2 separate regions of the Rattus norvegicus genome follow, and region 1 is linked to region 2. A link is a contact called in public Hi-C data. All regions are on one chromosome and are shown on one strand. Each heading gives the region's core, a stretch centred on a gene start, on an enhancer-like site or on the middle of the called end of the contact. The rest is flanking DNA. Distances are from core to core; before and after follow the strand shown.

The links. A called contact is a pair of places that touch in the nucleus more often than the background predicts.
Region 1: a Hi-C map of psoas muscle shows a contact between it and region 2, with 1.7 times the contacts expected there. The contact joins two enhancer-like sites. A contact is called at or near these places in 2 of 12 Hi-C or Micro-C datasets (the Rat2 cell line and psoas muscle).

The regions. Positions count from the first base shown.
Region 1 is chr1:262,748,267-262,754,944 of GRCr8, forward strand. All of the region lies in intron 1 of Rbm20 (RNA binding motif protein 20), which reads left to right. Among named protein-coding and RNA genes, the nearest start is that of Rbm20, 63 kb to the left of the region's middle. Within about 2 kb of position 1,870, at least 5 of the 93 cell types and tissues checked have an H3K27ac peak or open chromatin away from gene starts, as enhancers often do.
Region 2 is chr1:262,673,864-262,680,430 of GRCr8, forward strand. It overlaps a transcript of Rbm20 not described here. Among named protein-coding and RNA genes, the nearest start is that of Rbm20, 12 kb to the right of the region's middle. Within about 2 kb of position 2,423, at least 1 of the 93 cell types and tissues checked has an H3K27ac peak or open chromatin away from gene starts, as enhancers often do.

The DNA.
Region 1 (6,678 bases), core at 620-3,119, 74 kb after region 2:
AGTGTGGTACATACAGTCCTTCTCTGTCAGTCACTTCTGACCCCTTGGAGCCAACGCACTGCCTGTGACTTGGCTCCTGAGCTGACCTGGGTTCTCACAACCATCACAGAGCCTTTCCTCAAACCTTGGCTCATATCCCATCTCCTAAGCTTCTGCTCACCAGCCCCTGCCTCTCTCGCTAATGCCACCTTTGACTTCCTATTGACCCACCCACACTATCAGTCCGTCCACACCACCAGTCCGTCCCAACTCAAGCATTCACTTGTAGGTTGATGTCATTATGTAGGAAGGCAAGTACAGGATAAAATGAGGCCTGTCACTGGATGAGAAGGAAATATGGGCAGGAGAAAAGAGAGGAGAGGAGAGGGGAGGGGAGGGTAGGGGAGGGGAGGGGAGAGGAGAGGAGAGGAGGGGAGAGGAGAGGAGAGGAGAGGAGAGGAGAGGGTGGACGTTAAGATTTCTCTCTGCACATTTACAGGTTGTTATGACTATTCTTAAGGGATAGATGTGTACAAGATTTTGTGTGTCCAGATGAACAAAATATATCTTATCTAGGTGGGCAGTTTATATCCGTATTAATTGGTTGTAAGTTAATCGTGTGGCTGTATTGTACATTGAACATTTAACATATAAACCTGATAGTTGGGTTCATGATTTCACTGGGTGGATGGGAGTGTGAACAGAGTCTGTGACAGGAATCTGGGCTGGGCTATAGAATGCTTAGGGCTAGTGTGGCATGGGGCCACGCTAGCACAGCCTGCGGAACTCGAGGTGTGTGTCAGCCATGGTAACAACCCCCCAAGGGGACAATGTGTGAAAGCGGCTGACAGAGAAACAGCTAGAGCGTGCTGATCTGCAGTGAGTGGGAACTCGTGGGAACCGGCCGTGTGCTTATTATTATTATTATTATTATTATTATTATTATTATTATTATTATTATACTGCAATGTTCACTTACATTTCAGAACAAAAATTCTATTTTTAATTTCAATTTTTCTGTTTACAAAATGCATATAGGGTGTTTCTGCATGTGTGTCCATACCTGGTGTCTACTGAAGCCAGAAGAGGTCTTCAGATCCCCAGGCATTGGAGTTACAGACTGTTGTGAAGGGTGATGGGAATCTAACCTGGGTCCTCTCAAAGAGTAGTCAGTGCTCTTAACCACTGAGCCCTATCTCCAGCCCCAAAGGTCTACTTTTTAAAAAACTAGAGCTCACGTGGCCTCTGGGACGCTCTTGCTTTATTTCTTGAATCCATCCCATGATGCTCCACACAGCTCTGAGCATGAAGCAGGTCTCAGTAACACGGGTGATGAACCGGGGTTAAGAGATCCAGAAGAGGGGTTGGGGATTTAGCTCAGTGGTAGAGCGCTTGCCTAGGAAGTGCAAGGCCCTGGGTTCGGGCCCCAGCTCCGAAAAAAAAAAAAAAAAAAAAAAGAGAGAGATCCAGAAGAGGCTGCAGGGGAGGCCAGTGGAGAACAGCCAGTCAGAAGGATTCCTAGCCTCTTACTAGCAAGGGCCCTCCACAGGGGCCCCGATAGGAAGCCCGCATGTCCCGAGGACCCTGTATGCATCCCTACAAGAGAGCTGATACCCTGCGAGGAAGGCACTGACACACGCCTGTCCAGCCACAGGCATCCCAGACAGTGTCACATAAGGTGTCACTGGAGTTCTCCCCTTTCAGCCTGACAGAGCAGCCCTGTCAGGGGACGGCAGGGGAAGGGTCACCGAAGGCAGCTTGGAGCTGGGAAAGGAAGATGTCATGTTGATGGCCATTCCCTCAGCCTTCTGCCATGCTCCATTGAGAGCCTTGGGCACCTAGCTCTGTCCCACTTTTAGCTTCTGACACAGCGACACTGATTGCTAAACGCAACTCAGTTACAAATAACACCGCCACGCCTCGTAACACAGCCCCCTCCGAAAGCGCCACTGATGCCGGCCAAGGCTGCTGACCTTTCCTTGGTAAACCTCTGTTTGCAGAGCAGCCAGCCAGACCACTGCCCTGCAGAGAAGCCGCCTCATCGGCTGGGGTTCTGTTCTATGTCTCTCCATGTGCAGGGTTCCAAGAATGACTTGGCCTCTTGACAGGGAGCATGATAGAATGTCAGGACCTAAGCTAATGCAAAATATGTCTTGCCCAGCCAAGTCACGCACGGGCAGTGCTAAGAAGCCATCGGTCATTCACCATGGGCCATGTGTCTGCGGGGCTCATGGGTGAACCCAGTGATGATGGAGATATAACGCTTCTCATGCAGAATGTGGGATTCGGAAAAGCAGGAAGGTCCTCTCCTTTCAAAAGGCACATTTCAAAGACACCCGTTTCCCATTCCTCGTCCCTTCTGACCCCTCCATCCATCTTGTTCCTTTTCTCCTAGCCCCATGACTGTGCTTGTCTGGAGTTCTCCCCTTTGTCACCAACACCAGACTTCTAGCTGACAAACTTGTCTAGGTTTACACTCCCCCAGCCCCACCCCCAAGTCTCCCCTCTAGATAAGGACAGGACAGAAGGTTTCATGCAAGTTTCTGCTTTGGGCAAGTTAGGTGGGCGTTAGCAACTATAAAATGATCGTCAGGCGATTCACTATGGGAAAGCTGTATGGATTAAGATTAAGACCTGTTTAGCTGCCAACAGAAAACTCGGCAGTCTGTGGATTAGAGGGACATTTGACATTTACTTAATGGGACGGCTGGAGGCACATGCTCCAGGCTTGGTTTGTAGGCTCCACAAGGTCTAAGGGGCTCAGAGACTGTCTACCTTTGGTTCTCATACCTGGACACTTTTCTTCACAGACAGTGAATGATATGGGGGTGCGGGGTGTGTGCCTAAGGGCACCAAGGTATCAGGAACCAAAGCAAGAAATAATTTGGATTTGTTCCTGCTGGTGGGCAGCCTACTCTGGGAATGAATGTTTTTACACCTGTTGCAAAGACCCTGTTATATTGTGTGTGTGTGTGTGTATGTATGTGTGTGCAAGTGTGTGTGTGTATGTGTGTGCGTGTGTGTGTATATATGTGTGTATGTATATATGTGTATATATGTGTGTGTATATATGTGTGTGTGCATGTGTGTGTATATATGTGTGTATGTATATATGTGTATATATGTCTGTGTGTGTATGTGTATATGTATGTGTGTGCAAGTGTGTGTATGTGTGTGCATGTGTGTGTATATATGTGTGTATGTATATATGTGTATATATGTCTGTGTATGTGTGTGTATGTGTGTGTATGTATGTGTGTGCAAGTGTGTGTATGTATGTGTGCATATATATGTGTGTGTGCATGTGTGTGTATATGTGTGTGTATGTATATATGTGTGTGTGCATGTGTGTGTATATATGTGTGTATTATATATATGTATATATGTATGTGTTTGTGTGTGTGCATGTGAGCACACTCGTGTGCTCACGCACACGCATGCCTGCGAGCATGCAATAGCATGTGTATAGAAGTTGAAGAAGAACTTTGAAGAGTGGGATCTCTCATTTTACCCTGAGGGTTCCAGGGACTGAAGTCAGGTTACTAGGTTTGGTGGGAAGTGATTTCTCACCAGTGCAGAAAATGCCCTCTCTCGACAGAACCTACCGTGGGTGGAGACCTGAGTCATTTTGGGCTGTGACCTGGTGAAATGAGATTTGTGTTTCCTTCTTACTACTTCCAAATGTACCCCAGAAAGGCTCCTTCTCACAACCACAACCAAGAAGCATTTCTTACGACCTTTCTTCAATACAGAGTTCCCAGTTGGATTTAATTTTCCTCAACTGCCCAGCCAGGATTCAAAAGGTTCTTTCCCTGGAAGCCAGTGAGGACAGACTAAACATACCGCAGGTGCCTCCTGTCAGCCTGGACCGTAAGCGACGTGCTGGTCCCATCGCTTACTCAGTGGGAACTGTGTGGGCTGGAGCTCTCACGATTAGTGCAAAGGCCTGGCGTCCTTCTCTTTGGGCGTCTGTCTTTTGAATGGTTGAGTCTAGCCCTCCTCAGCCCTGTTTTGGGAAATGATTCCTCTTCCGTATTTGGGTTTGTGTGTGCATGTCCATATGCAGCGCCCCCCATGCCCCACACATGCTGGTGACACCCTATTTCAGTGGGAAGGGGAGGCACCGATTTCATGGCAGCTGTCTTTTTGATGAATGTCCCTGTGTCCAGCACACAGGCTATGACATTCCTACCTTCCCCACTGATAATCTGAAAATCTCCTGAGCCTGCCGCCTTACCACAGGCCTTCTCTGGAATGCCACCTCAGCTCCGAGGTCAGCCTCCAGAGCCCACGTCAGCAAGGCCAAGGTTCACAAGAGCCTGCGGGGTTGACGCTGATAAGGCAGGGGGGTTTACACCAGGGAGAGGTGGTCCCAGGCCTACAGAGCCAGAGGGCTGCAGGGCTGGTTCGGCTGTGTTAAGCGTGATGCAATTATGTGGTTTGGTTTCAGCCAGCCTCAGCCTTCCCTTCTATCCATCCCCAGACACATTTGCGTTTTATGGCTCCTTAGCCTTTCCCTCTGGAGGCCCCCTAAATGTGCCTAGCCCTTCTCTCTGGTTTCCAATCTCCGCTGATGTGGTCACGGGACTCATCTCCCACTGACTGGGAGGTTTCCCCTGAGAATCTGGCCACTGAGCTTACTTCCCTTAAAGCTGGGAGCACGGAGAAGTCCAGTTAGTAGAGTAATTATTTAATATATACAAAGCCCTGGGTTCAGCCCCCAGCCGCGCCATAACTGTTGCATGCCTGTAACCTTGCACTGGGGAGGGAGGCGGAAGCAGAGGATCATGGGTAAAATAATCCTAAGCCTCAAGACAAGTTGGAGGCTAGCCTGGGCTGCATGAGACCCTGTCTCAAAAATGATCTTAGGAGTCTGAGGTATTCTGTTGTTTTAGGCTTAGCTCTTAAGTTCTGGTTGTTCTGTTTTGTTGTTGGTAGTTGTGTACGGGGATTCAGCTGTAGGAAAGAATAGAGTTCTGACCCACATATGTCATTTCTCCATTCCCTCCCCATGCTGGCAAAGCTGTGGCACAGCATTACAATGCCAGCACAGGCACAGCCTGCCCACCCTACTCCAGTTTCCCAGGGCCACACGCATCGGTTTGTGCATTTGTGTTTAGTCCTGTATACTTTTCTCTCACGTGTGGGTTCATGGCTCCCCTCCCCAGCCAAGATGCTGCCCAGTTCGGTATCACTAGGGTCCCCCCTGTCACCCTTCTGTAACCACGGCCACCTCCTTTCACCCTGACACCAAGCCCCTGACGGTGACTAATCTGATGTCTACCCCTCAAATGTTATATAAATGGAGTAATATAGTTATGTAAGCTTTTGGGATTAGCATTTGCATGTGTATATATGCACGCACGAGCATATTTGCATGTATGTAGGTGTGCATGTATGTAGGTGTGCATGTATGTAGGTGTGCATGCATGTAGGTGTGCATGCATGTGTGTGCTTGTGGAAGTCAGAGGTTAACTTTGGGTGTCATTCCTCAGGTCTGTCTGTCTTGTTGCTTGAGGCAGAATCGCTCCCCAAATAGCCTAGGCTGGTGCCCACCTGAGTCTGCATCCCCAGCCCTGTGATCGTGGCAAACTCAAGGCACCAAATCCACATGCCACTCATGTAGGACCTGGGGACTGAAGTTCCCGTGTGTGGGTGGCTAGCACCTTATTGCCTGAGCTCTCTTCTCAACCCACCGGGTTAACTTCTTTATTTAGCTCAGTTTATTTACCCAGGCTGTTGGGTGCATCTGTCAAAGTTCATTACTTTAGCCTTCGTATTGGTTTTCCAGAGACTATATATGTATTTCATCTTGTTACCAACTTGCCGCGTGAGGGATATCTGGACTCTTCCTGGTCTGGTTTGGGGCTATTGTGAATAAAAGCGCTCTAAACATTTACATGCAGGTTTTTGCAAAGCACATGTTTCACTTCTCTGGGATAAATGCTCACGTCCCATGACAATTATACGTTTAAATCCAACATTTAAATAGATATAAAATAATACTTGTTTATTTAGATACGACACAGAGGTTTATTAATATTTTAAAGCTTGGGTCTTAAGTGGGCAGTCTCCTGACTGCTCTATCCCGACCAATCCCGACCTTACGTCTAGCCACAAGGCTAGGCGCACTTCCGCTCTGCTCTGCTCGCTTCCTAATTCTTCCAGCATCTCTGTGTCTGCCTGGAAGATCTGCCGTCCACTTCCTGTTCAGCTATTGGCGTCGGCTCTAGATTAAAGCCAACCAGACACAACACTAGATTGCCTTAGGCAGATGAGTAAGGAACAACTATTTACGAAACTCGAGACCAGTGACGGACGGTAGAACTATCATTACCTATATCCGGCTAGTATTTAGCTCTCTGCCGATACAGAATTAACAATTGAATATACAGAGAAACACCTTCACACAATATAGCCCAACAAAATATGTATTGTATTACTTACTTTTTGCCTTGCCATGACAAACTATTTGACAAAAATCAACTTAAGGAGAGGTTTGCTTTGGCTCAGGGTGCAGGACGCAAGGTGGCAGCAGGTGAGGCGGCTGGTCGTGTTGCGCCCCCTGTCGGTCGGAAAGCGGAGCGACGAAAGCCAGTAACAGTGACCACATTCAGGATGAGGGCTTCTCGGCTCACTCCAACCTCCGTAGAAATACCTGGGTTCATCTCCTAGGCAGTTCTAAATCCTGCCAAGGTG
Region 2 (6,567 bases), core at 1,173-3,672:
GTCCAGGCTGGCTTTGAACTTCCTACGTACGCAAGGATGACCTTGAATTTCTGATCCTTCTGCCCTCGCCTCCCAAATGCTGGGATGACAGCACCAGGCTCTCAGTATGATAGACATGAATAGCTTCCTTTTCCTAGTGACACCAAAGGAAATGTAAGTGACTTGGTTGAGCACGATACTCTCGGGTAATTAATATCTTAAGTTTCCACATATAATCTTTAATTTTTGTTTCATTATTACTTACTGTAGGCTTTGCTTTTTTTTTTTTTTTTTTTTTTTTTTTTTTTGGTTCTTTTTTTCGGAGCTGGCGACCAAACCCAGGGCCTTGCGCTTCCTAGGCAAGCGCTCTACCACTGAGCTAAATCCCCAACCAGGCTTTGCTTTTTAACACTAATGCTGGTCCACCTTTTCTTTCCTTGGGTAAGTCTGGTGATTAAGAGGGCTGGGAGAGCAGTGGTCACTATCATCTGAGTCTGGTACAAACCAGTATTTGTTTGGACCTACCGTGCTGTGCCTTCTCCAGGAACACAAGGGAAGAAAAGACACTTGGCTTCACGGTCTCGTGGGAGATACAGCCAGCAAGTGGCAGTGACAAGACAGGTGGTAACTTCAGAGCTCTGGGTGCCGTGGGAACAGGGTGGGAAGCTTGCCCACCATTGTCGTGCCTCAAGAACAGCTGCCAATTAAGACCAAGGAAGACAATGTCTGGAAGGTGAAGTTTATATGAATCGGCACTAGCTTGCCCGATGTAAAACCTAGGATAGCCATTACATGTGAATCACCCAAGGCATTTTAAAACGTTATTTGTGTTTGAGATAGGCCGTCAGGCCTTCAGTGATGGCCTCAAACTCAATGCATAACCTAACATGACCTTGAAAGTCTGATCTTTTTGCCTCCACCCACCAAATGCTGGAACTACAAATATGTACCACCAGGCTTCCTTTGCAGGATGCAAAAATCAAACACAGGGGCCTTCCTGTGTTGGACAACCAACTGAGTTGCATCCCTAGTTTACTTTTTGGTTGTTGTTGTTGTTTAAAGGGGGAAAGATTTGTTTTGAATTTTTTAAGTTTTGTTTTATGTGTGATAGTGACCACGAGTGGATCTGGGGCTCGTGGGAGTCAGAATAAGGATCAATGCCCTCCGTCTGGAACTAGAATTATAGACAGTCGTGAGCCACCATATTAGTCCTGGGGATTGGACCCAGGCCCTCTGCAAGAGCAGCAGATTTTTTTTTTCTTTTAAGATTTATTTCTTTGGGCTGGAAAGATGCCTCAGTGGTTAAGAGCGTTGACTGCTCTTCCAAAGTTCCTGAGTTCAAATTCCAGCAACCACATGGGGACTCACAACCATCTGAAATGAGATCTGATGCTCTCTTCTGGTGCGTCTGAAGACAGCTACAGTGTACTTATAAAAAAAGTACTTAAAAAGATTTGTTTATTTATATGAGTACACTGTCACTTTCATCAGAACTTGTTTGTTATTCCCCAGGCAAAAAGGACTAAAACAGCAGTGTTTGCCATGATGATAATGGTGGTAGTGGTGGTGGTGATGGTGGTAGTGGTGATGGTGGTGATGATGATGGTGATGGTGGTGATGGTGGTGATTGTGGTGGTGGTGGTGATGGTGATGGTGATGGTGGTGATGGTGATGGTGGTGATGGTGGTGGTGCTGATAGTGGTGACGAATGTGTTGGAGGTGACGTTCTCATTGATTAAGCATTTTTTCAGAAAATTAGAGATGGGTCTTATGAATTCTATGCTGACCCTGAACTCCCGATCCTGCCTCCTAAGTGCTGGGATCACATGTCCCCATGCCTCACAAACACGCTGCTTTTTTTTTACCCAAAGACGCTTGTGAATATCCTGACATGGCTTGAACATTAAAAGGTGGATATAACTACACAGGAATCAAGGCAACGAGCTAACTGTAAGCCTGAATTTCTTTGCCATGTTTGCTTCCTGGCAGCCAGGATTAACACTTGTCAGCTGGTCGGAATCTCCAGTCACCTAGGAGAGGAGCCTGTGGAGTTCTGTTTGGGGGTCTAGGTTGGGTTAGTTGAGGTGGAAAGGCCTCCTTCCTCAATGTAGGGGATCTATGTAGCCACATAGACGTCTGGATTTGATTGAAAGATTGTAGGCCCAAAACACAAGGCGGGGAATGATGGGGGAAGGTAACAGATGTCAGCCTGAGGCCTCCATACACATAAAACACCTCTCCACACACACATACAAGTGACACGGGCAAGCACACGTACATGGACATGCACAAAGGAGCTAAAAACTGTGTGTAGTAGGCAAGTTTGGTGACACAAGTGGGCCCCAGCTGGAATGTCTAGGGCTCCAGTGGCCCGAGAACTGTGGGGCAGTGTCTGCTCCCAGGAGAGGTGTTGCTTTCTGCCTTGGCAGGTTGTCTGCCCAGCCGCAGGTCTCTCGTCCCTCAGGACTGAGTGTGGCAGCTGCTGGCAGCCTGGTGATCTGCTTGGCCCCGCCCTCCCTGCCAGTATCATTTCTTGCTGTAATAAAACGTTTGCTTTGATCTGCTGGAAGGCCAAGTGTTTCGATGGCCACCACTGAAGTCATGAAAATCTCTCCGAGGAAAACTTTAAAACACCCCCTCAAAGGATATAAAATAAACCAGACTGAGCAAATGACACCCCTTGCTTTTGATGGGACAACTCGACACCATCAAAGTTTATTTCCCCTAAGACGGTACTAGATTTATTGTGTATTTTATTTAATGGGGTCCTAAGGAAAGTGTCCTTTTTTTTTTCCCAGAGAAGTTGGTTCTGGATCTGCAGTGAGACCATAGATATATACACATACATACCTACACATACATACACATATATACACATACATACATACACATATATATACATACATACATACACATATATACACATACATACATACACATATATACACATACATACACATATATACATATACATGCATACACATATATACACATACATACATACATACACATATATACACATACATACATACATACATACATACATACACTCCCCCCCAAAGGTCTGCGAAGAGGGGACTGTCAGACAATAAGTCATGTTATAAAGAGTTTATAATTAAAGCACGTAAATGAGGAGATACTAAAATAAAATGGGATGTCCAGAAGTAGACTTAAGTCCACATGGAAATTCATCATTAGTAAACACGACCTCTGAAGTATCGCCAGAGAAGCTGACCCTTTAATAACTGTCCTGGGGGCAACTGGGCAGCCATTCAGGGAAGGTTAAAACTGGATCTGTGCCTCACACCGTACCCTGGAATATCTGCAGACAGGCAGGCATCTTAGCATAAAAATAAAATCACATAGACACTCAAAGGAGGTGTGAGAATTACAAAATATATATAGTTTTAATATGGGGAACTTTCTCTAATTCCAATTCAAGATCCAAATCCAGCAATATTGAAAATCTGATAAGATCTACTACATAAAAATAAGTTAGAGTGGATGTAGAAAAAACAGGAAATGTAAAGTTAAGACATTAATGTCAGGTATAAAGTAGGAACTCTTCCAATTGGGGGTGGGGAGGGTCTAAAGATGGTTTTAAAGGGGCAGAAGAATAGTTTACTGAAAAAAAGAATACGCATGATTCTTTTAAACCTTTGAGTGAAAAGAGAAATATGTGTACATTGGCAAGAGTGAGGAAAAGAGAAATGGGGGCTTAGGTTTTCCTTGGGTTTCGCTTTTTGCATTTTAGATCGGGTCTTATCATATGGCTGGCTTCCCTTTGAACTTGGGATCCTCTTGCCTTGGTCTCCTGCGTGCTGGGATTATAATTATGTTCATGGCCACTTAAGTGAGACACTGTCTCAAAATTAGAAAGTGTTGGTGACATAGCTCAATGGTAGAATGCTTTCCTGGGAGGTAGAAGCAGGGGGATCCAGGAGGATGAGAAGTTTTCAAGACTGTCCTTGGCTGTGTAGCAAGTTCTGGAAAGCCTGGGCTTCATGAGACCCTGTTTCAAAAAGGAAAGAAAGTTCCCTGAGTACTCAGGATATAAAACATTATTGTTCGACAGTGATCTTCCTAACTCACGCTTCAGAACCCGAATCGTAACCCCCGATGCTGGGGAAGTTGCCGATACATTGTGTCATTACAGAAACCGACCTTCTCAAAACGGTTCTCAGAATGGCAACAAACCCCCAGGAGTGGGAAGGCGGTAATGTCCCCAAGACTACAGGGCGAAAAGAAAAGATCCAGATATGAGGAAGGAATGTGGTTTCACTAACCGGCCTTAGCTAGACCATGTCATCTTCCCTTTCTCTAATTAAGGAAGTGTTCCCTGTAGGGTAAAAATGCATGCAGACAAGGACCTCATTGCATAGGCACAGCTGGACTGCTGACCTCCCCAAAGTAAATGGAGCCACAGAACCACCACCCAGTTCAAGAGGCAGAGAACATTCCAGAACCCAGAGAGCTCAGACCAAGGACCACGCGTGCGTGCGTGCGTGCGTGCGTGCGTGCGTGCGTGCATCAAATGTTTTCCGGATATCTTTACTTTATGCCAAATGCTCTGAAATGCTTGTTACTTTGTGTCCTTCCAGGTCTGGACACACCTGCTGTGACAAAGGGGACATGTTAACACCTCCTCATCCCCCCACTTAAAGACCAGAGGACAATTTGGCCCAGAAACCCCCCAACTCTGGCAGCCTCTGATTTCCCAGCACCAGAGCCATAAACTCCTGGGTTTCAGTTTGGCACCTGAGACACCGTCTCGGGAAAGGAGCCGCACCGTTTTTTTTTTTTTTTTTTTTTTTTTTTTTTGGTTTTTGTTTGTTTGTTTGTTTTGTTTTTGTTTTTGTTTTTTTTATTAATAGATTAGTTTGTGGTTATGCTCTCATGGCAATCAGAGAAGGTGATGAGGATTTTGTTAGGATCACTGAGAGAGGGAGAGGTGTACTCACTATCCCGCCCCTTTAAATAAAATGATTTTCTTTTGTTGATTCTGTGCGAGCCTCACACCAGCACCCCATCTCACCCATTTCCCTTGGGCTTTTTTATCCTCCCTCTGCCCTCACAACCTCCTCCACAAAAGAACGTTAAAAAACAAAAATAAAAACAAATAAATCAAACCAAAAGAATACACAGAAAACAAGACACTGAGGGAGATGCAGTGTGTCACACAATCTGCCCTTTGTCTACACCCCTTGCAAATGTTCACTGCAGAGAGCACTGACCTGGTTCCAGACCTCTGGCTTCTGCTCCATCATCAATACTGGATCCTTGCCCACCGGGACCCCTCTTGGTTATTCTATTGTTGCCCTGGGCTGTGAAGATTCTGCTGCCTTGGATCAGCAGGACTGGCCCCTTCACTCCATCCAGCAGTTTAGATGGGGTAGATGCTAGGGTGGGCCAATTCAAAGCCCTAGGACTGAGCCTCAGTGGTAGCCATGTTGGACAGCCTGCCAGCTTTCCCAGACCCACATCACCAGGGTAAACTTTCCAGCACAGCCCTGGCTAGCTCACCAATGCCAGCAGTGGGCAGGTTCAGTTCTCCTGCACTCACTTAGCTTCCTACTCCAGGCACAGGACCCATTCTCCTAAGTGAGGCAGCAGGTGAGAGGCAGATACAGCTCTTCTGCTCTCGTGACCTCGGGGCCATGTCTCCCAAATGACTACCACTGGTGGTGAGGGGCAAGGTAGAAGAGGGCATCACCCCCACATCCCTGCCACCTTGTGGCAGACGAGCGTTGAGTGGCCGGGCCAGCTCTCCTGGGCCCCCTCTGCAAGTGCCCGCTTCCCTGCATTGCCCAGGCTCAGGGCCCGCTCTCCCGAATGCTGCAGCTGGTGAGAGGCAGGAGCAGCTCTTCCAACTGCTTTGCTCTTCTCTTAGACTTCAACAAAGGAAGATGGGGACAAGCATACACCAAGGGCTGTGTGCCTGCCACATAGTATCGTGGGTCTCACTACCAGGGAGCCATGTTTTACATGTGAGAAAACAGGTATCTTGCCTAAGTTCACACAGGGACTGACAGACACGGTTTGGATTCAAGCTAGGGTCTGTCCGGTTCTAACATCATCTCTAAAAACAGTGCTTCCATTAAGAGCTAAAAGCCACCCCAGCCCTCTAGACTGCCATAGTCAATATTTTTGCATTGCACCAAGTAAACAAATGTATGTTCATGCAAGGATAAATCATGGTGATACCGGAAGAGCTCCTGAGAATCATGGCGTGGGTGTCCCTTGTACAGTCAGGGAAGTAGATGACATAGGAAAACTAAGAGAAAGGAAGTAAAAGGGGCCCTGTTATGAAGTAAAAACACACATAACTTTCCCCTTGGGGTGCACGATTAGCTACTAAATGGGGGGTTTGTCAATCATGAGCACATCAACCTTTCTAATGAGGAAGGAGTCTGCGGAGGTTTACTAAGAGTGAAAGAAAGCTTTGGGGAGTAGACTCAGCCTGGCAGGGATGTGGGTGGGGACACTCGGTGGGGACCAGTGGCCAACCAGAGGAAGTGGGTGGATGAACACAGAGAGGCTCTCCAGACAGACTTCTGAGGGATGTGTGATGCCAGAGTGATGCCGTCC